Linked DNA regions of Anser cygnoides: region 1 is linked to region 2. The links are chromatin contacts, called in public Hi-C maps. All regions are on one chromosome and are shown on one strand. The core of a region is the stretch at or near the end of the contact, and the rest is flanking DNA. Distances in the headings are between cores, read along the strand shown.

Region 1 (3,381 bases), core at 635-3,134, 880 kb before region 2:
GTCAGGTGGTGGGATGTGGTAACAGCATTGTTAATCCTTTGGGGATTAACGAAGCACAGAGGGCCCTGGGGGTATTGCAGCACACTGTCTATGTGCTCAGTTACGTGGAGTCATAAAACTGCAGAAATAAACTAGTAGAGGCTGAGACGGTGGTTATAGTGAGAATGGGAGCTTGGAGGAAATAGCACCCATTTGAATCCTCCTGAATTAGCGTGTTTGGGTGCTGTCTTGCAAAACCCTGTAGCTGCCCAGGGGCTGAGGAGCACTGGATCTTCTGTGGAAATTCCACTCCCTGTGAACGTGGCTTTGGGAAGCCTTAAAACTACAGGATCCCTCGCCCTTTCATTGGGACAGTGACGTAGTATCTTGGAAAAGCATAGCTGAGGCTGGTTGGTATGTACTGGAACTAGCCACATGGTGAAGCATGTGTTCTCCAAATTTTGTTAGCGCTGACAGAGAAGCTGTCACCCTGGGAATGAAAACCCATGTGTAAGGCAAGTGTCCCCCTTGCTCTGAAAGGACTGCGAACATCCCTGCAAAGAGCTGCACTCGGAAAAGAGGGCAGAGGTATCACTGTGCTAGTGGGGCAGCATTGTTGGGCTGGAAAGGAGACCTAAAGCACGTGAGCTGCAGAGAAAGGCTCCTCAGAAGGAGCAGTTCCTGGCACTATTCCAGGTGGGAACACCTAGGGAAGAGATGGACGGCAACCTAGCCCCTTACTTGCAGGGTTTGTATAAAGAAGCAAAGGGGAAAGGCCAAGGGATGCTGAAGCTGTGCCTCCTTTGCTTGCCCCCAGGCTGTCTGGCTGGAAGCAGGGCTTGGGAAGGTGTCCTCCATCTCTGTTGTAATAGCAGGAGACAATTGCTGGGGCTGTTGACCCTGTGTCTGCCTTGTAATGCACTGCAGCTGCTGTAATAAGTAACAGGGTATAGCTATTTTAGATGACAAGTCAGAGGTAACCCTAATTTGTGGAAGCTTGTCCCCGTTCCTCCAGAATAAATTAATAAATATTAAAATGAGGAGGGGGAGGCAGTTTAGTTTGTAAAGAAACTGTGTGTGTCCTGGTGTGCAAAAGTAGGTTAACAGCTATCGTATGCAGGTGTCCCTCCTCAGGCTGCAGGAGCTTCTGTCACCCTGCCAGGCCATGCAGACGCAAGCACCAGGCAAGGTGCTACAGTCCTGCTGCATGCCTTCTTTGCTACAGCTGTTGCTGAGAGTCACGGGATCAGCGCTCCTTTTCCTGGGAAGGTCAGCAGCCCACATTCAAGGGTACCCGCACAGGCACGTGATTTCTCATGGGATTGTGCCTCAGTGCTTGGAGGACTGTGGTTTATGCCCAAGGGGCAAAGCTGCCCCACTGCATGGGTGCCATCCTGCTACCTGGGCTTACTGAGTGAGGGAGGTGGAGGCACAGGGTGTCATGGGCGATAAAGAACAGTGGAAAAAATGACAATCCAGCATTCTAAAATTGACATGGTCAGATGATGAGTTTAACGGGTTGCCCAGGGAGGTGATGGAGTCACCGTCCTTGGGGGTGTTCAAGGAAAGGTTGGATGTCGTGCTTAGGGAGATGGTTTAGTGGGTGACATTGGTGGTAGGGGGATGGTTGGACCAGATGGTCTTGGAGGTCTTTTCCAAGCTTAATGACTCTGTGATTTATTTCTATGAGGGCAAAGCCAGGTCCCCACAAAATCAGTGCCTTATAGGGACAAACCATGCATACAGTTATTTGCTTCACAGAAGACCCCACCAGCGCTCCAACGACTGATGGGGCCCCTCAGCCCCCTGAGGCGGGGCGAGGGCAGGGCTGACATGACACCGAGCCCAGCCAATAGCAGGGCCGATCCCGGTCCCGCCTCCGCCGCGCAGACCAATGGGGAGCCGGGAGGGGATCGGGGCGGTGCTGTCCGTGAAGGTGACGGGGCCGGCGGCAAAATGGCGGGCGCAGCGGGGCTGGGCCGGCGGCGCGCGGCGGTGGCCGGGCTGCTGCGGGTGAGGCGCGGGGCGGGGGGGGCGGCGTGAGGTGGGGGGGGGGGGGGCGCTGCTCGGCCCCATCCTGTCACGGCCCTGGCACCGCCGTGCGGCCCCGGGGGCTCACCCAAGGTCATGGCTGTGTCTAAGGAGGAGGAGGAGGAGAAAGAGGAGGAGGAGAAAGAGGAGGAGGAGAAGGAGAAAGAGGAGGAGAAGAGGGAGGAGGAGGAGGGAAGGAAGGAGGAGGTGAGGTAGGCGTAGGCGTAGGGGTAGGGGAGGCAGCCGGGTGTGGCCGCGCTTGGAGAGGCGCTGTGAGGAGAGGAGCTGGGAGGCTGCTCCCCACCCGCCCGGAAAGTCTTTTTTTTTTTTTTTTAAATAAAAGTCTGTCGTTGGCACGGAGCATGGCCGCGGCTAGCAGGAGGCGGCTGCAGCGTTGTCTCCTTTCTTTCCAGTGTGCCGCAAAGGCGAGAGCCGGGCGTGATGTGGTAAGCACGCACGGTGATCCCGTGTGGGGGCAATGCAGGAGAGATCCTGTGAGCACACACGGTGATCTAGCCGGGGGGTGATCCAGGAGAGATCCTGTAAGCACGTGTGGCTTTGGTGCTGTGGGGTTTGGTGCTAACGAAGCCTTTACAGCCCTTGCCCGGTGCAGATGTAGGTCACTTTGAGAGAAATTTCGTTCAAAACTCTGTGTTGGAAACCCCAGCCTGAGCTGGGGGGGGGGGGGGGGGGGGGGGGGGAATAATGTAAAAACAATCGGAAAAATGTGTTTTGTTAGTTGAAGTTTGTCAGATGTCAAGAGAAACATGCAGTGCTTTGAGCTGTCAGTGCAGTACCAGCAGGCGTTGTTTGACTCGTAAGATGGATGGTGCCTTTGTGGCGTCCGGGGGTGGCTTTTACTTTTAATTAGTAATCATTCAGCTCTCATCCAGCGGTCAGAATGTCTTCAGTGTGCTGGAACTTTGTCTGAGTAAATGGCTTGAACTCTGTGTTCTAAACTGCTGGTTTCTGTTGGAAGGTAAACGCTAACGTTTGCAGTAACACCTGCAGGTGTATCTCTGCCTATTGCACTGCTGCTTACGTGGAGCTCCTTGCCGGTGGATTAGCCTGTTCAGGTGTGGTTTCTGTCTTTTCCTTGGTTTCATTGGCATCTCTTGTAGCATTCTGAACTTGTTATTCCCACTTTTGCACATGAAATGCCAATGAAATGATGCTGTAGGTGTAACCTGCCACCATTTAAAAAGCAGAGAAGTTAGTGAAAGCAAGGAACGAACCCAAGTCAAGAGAAGCAGACAGACTGTTGCTGTAGACAGACTAATGCTTCTCAAGATAGGTAGCTCTCTGGTTGTCAGACTGTTTGTAAGCGTACATAGTTAGGCACTGGGACGGGTTGCCCAGGGAGGTGGTGGA
Region 2 (3,481 bases), core at 648-3,147:
TTAGAAGGCCCAGAGGGTCCCTTTCAGATTTATTTCCTGCATTAACCATTAATTTATGATGAGCGGCCTTCTGGTTAAAGTCAGACTAGATTATCCGATGCACTGTTTTGACCGTACAATATTTGAAATCCACATAAAGCTGAAATATTTAGCTATATACTGCCTTACATATATGCATATGATTCAATGCTGACCTGACAATGCTGAAATAAACCATATTCTTTGCAGCCACATTCTTTGGTGTTGCAAAAGAGAGAAACCTAAGGAAACAGAGCTCTGCATGGGTGAGAGGATACCAGCATACTAATTGAGGATATGGCCTCCTGCTGTTTATTTCAGTGACTGTTCTGTGATATATTCAAGTATGCTGACTGTATTTATGTAAAAGTATGATCTAATAAACATATTCTGTGCATTGGTTTCAGTTATATTTAATGAATGTCGCTCTGTGAAAAGTGTGTTTGAACAAATGCAATTACTTTGCTTGTAATCAAAGAAAAACTGAAAGGGATTCTGCTTGTACTACACAGTGGTAACCCACCTGACTTCAGTTACTTGGCGCCTCTGTGACAGTTACTACAGAAATTGCCTAGAAAAAAATAAAGGACCTCCACCTGCCAGCTGAAATTTAGAGATACACTGCGCATCTAAGGTAACTGTAACACTTCTAAAATCCCATCTTAAAGCTAGGTGGGGAGAGACAAATATTTCTTTTACAGAAAGAATACTAGATTGTAAAGGATAACAACAATAAACATTTTTTCCAGAAAACTGGCACATTTAAGTCACTTGGTTTATGAATAGAAAGTTTGGTGGCTCTTTACCTTTCCACCACAACCTTCTCCTTTACTTAAAGAAAATACATTGTATAATGTCATCTCCCTCACTGATCTTACTCTGATGCAACAAAAATATACTCCTGAAATCCTAAGGCATCAGGAACAACCTTGTGTACCTAAGAGCACTAGAAGCAAACAATTCTTCCTTTTCCCCATTTATTTCCACTCCTGTTTGAAAATATTTCAAAGTAAATGCTGTATTTTTTCCTTCTTTCACTCTCCAATTTAAGTATGTTAGGATGATCTACTTAATAACATAATCAAATCTTGTAGGCCGACATGTATATTGCAGGGAGACAACTTAAGTCTGTGTGTGGTCTGTACAGCTGAGGAAGTCTCAACATTTCCATACTGATATTTGAGCTCTCCTCCCGCTAAAACCTCTGATAGCTTTGCTGTCCCTCTGCTGCTGCCTGGGATTTAGAAGTTGATATTCTGCCAGAAGAAACAGCAGCAAGGACCTAGGAACTTCTCTGTGATCCTGTGTGGCCAGCCCAGGGGACAGCTGAGACCTCTGAGCCACCAACACCACCCCACCACCACCATCACCACCACCACCATCACCATCACCACCATCATTGCCACCAACCCATCACCACCACCACCATCACCACCATCACCCCACCAGCACCACACTATCAACAGCACCACCAGCATCACCACCAACCATCACCACCATAACCACCACCACCACCACCACCACCACCACCACTACTACACCACACCACACCATCACCATCACCATCACCATCAGCACACCACACCATCACCACATCACCATCACCACCACCTCTTCCCTGCCCAGAACCACAAATCCCCATCCGCCACACGCCAGGTTTCTTAAACCACCATTGCGGATTTAATAAGAACTCCTTGGGCCAGCAGACCCTCGAAATCCCTCCCAGCCCCAGCCGGGGACGACAGGAGGACACGCCGGGCTCTGAGGGACCACCCTCAGGGGCCGGCCGGTGCAGCGAGCGCCGCCCAGCACCATTACGGCGCAGCGCCGCGCACTTTGCGTAACCCCCGCCGCTCCCGTGGCGCCGTCCCCTCTCGACGCCGTCAGCAGTGGGCGGGCAGCGCGCTACGCAGGCGGCGTAAACCCTTACGAGAGTCGCCGTAGACGGCGGCAGCACTGGGACTTTGCCTCCTTTCCGTGCCGCAACATGGCGGCCCCGCCGCCCGCCCGCCTCCTCAGCCTTCTCCGCGCCGCCGCCGCCTCCTCCTCCTGCCGCCGCTGGCTCCTCTCCTCCTCGCCGGCAGCTGGGACGAGGCCGGGCTGCGGCTCCGCTGCCTTGTTGGCCCGGCCCTTCGGCCTCTCCGCCCGGGCGGCGCGCAGGTAAGGGCGGCGGAGCGGGCACGGCTGAGGGCAGCGATCGTTGGGCGGCGGGGGCGGCCCCGGGCACCCGCCCCCGGTCCGTGATGAGCCCTGAGGAGCTCGGGGCAGGGCCCGGCCGCGCTTCGTCTGTCAGGGGGCGGCCCCTTGGTGACCCCCGGCCGGGCTCAGGGGGCCGTGAGGGGGTTTGGGGCCGGTGTATTCTGTTTTTTTTGTTTTTTTTTTTTTTTTTTTAATTTCGTAAGGTTGACTAAATCGGTGGTGGAAGCGCAGCACAGATCTGAAGATCTCCCCTGCTTGTGGTACAGTTTCTCTTTACCGAGGAGCACATACACAGATGTGCAGGGCCCCTCCTGCCCTCAGCGTGTGCTGTGGCATGCTCGAGCCCTGTAGGCACCAATATTGCACAGTCCACGACTACAGATTTGCAACACTACACGTAATCAGAAACTTGTTTATGCGTGGCCTCCGAGACTGTAGCCTGTGTATCCAAAGGTCTGAGCCCGCAGGTAACTTGCAGTATTTAAAATACACTTTTAAAAGGCAAATTAACTTGGTTGTCAGAGGAGTTTCTCTGACTAAGAACAAAACCCACAATGGGCTGCCCAACATCAGGGCAGCCTAGCCTGTTTCCAGAGGGTTGGGTAGTGCCCTCGCCATCAAAGTCGTTTCAGCAGTTTGGTTTTAAACAAACGCTCCTGTAGGTGCTCTTCACTTTGTGCCAGCAGATACTTTTAATCTTTTAATACAGAGAGACAAACAAGCCTCGTAGTTCAGGACTCCTGTACAAGGCGTGTATGGTGCCTGTTTAGGTTGCTTCTCTGAGTGACTCTAATGCCTTAATAAATAGGTCTCCACTAACCTGCCGAGACCATCATTAATTTTGAGGTCACTGAAAAAAACAAAACAAACAAACAAACAAAAACACTTTGAAAAGCATTGTCAGAACTCTAAAAAAATATTAAGTTATTGAGCAGGGTAAAATAAGATGAAATGGTCTACTGAAAAGGGAAGACATTTCCTTACCTAATTGTTATATAAGACCAAGAATCCCTCAGGTCCTTCACACAGACTGAATGCAGGCTTGTAAACAGACCGGCCATCTATTCACACACATTGCACAAGCATACCCGCAAAAGAGTTCGCACAAGCAAGCATTTCAAATGTATTGTTTAAATAATACGTTATAATCCAGCTAAATGACTTGGAAGGAAAAAAACTTTTGGTTTCTTTCATACATGAGTAGTTCCTCAATTTACGTGCAAGTTATTTTTCTCTCGTCATACCTTTATTGGTTGAATTGGTT

Evidence for each region. Hi-C and Micro-C count contacts between places; a contact is called where the count stands out from the background.
Region 1: a contact with region 2 is called in a Hi-C map of liver, with 2.3 times the contacts expected there. The contact joins the promoter of ACAT1 here to the promoter of FDX1 in region 2. A contact is called at or near these places in 2 of 7 Hi-C or Micro-C datasets (both in liver).

Annotation. Positions count from the first base shown.
Region 1 is chr1:195,059,322-195,062,702 of Taihu_goose_T2T_genome, reverse strand. It overlaps ACAT1 (acetyl-CoA acetyltransferase 1), which reads left to right and starts at 1,884. Exons shown (of 12, transcript XM_066989828.1): 1 at 1,884-1,992. The coding sequence starts at 1,936.
Region 2 is chr1:194,177,531-194,181,011 of Taihu_goose_T2T_genome, reverse strand. FDX1 (ferredoxin 1) reads left to right here and starts at 1,897. Exons shown (of 4, transcript XM_048047055.2): 1 at 1,897-2,178. The coding sequence starts at 2,006.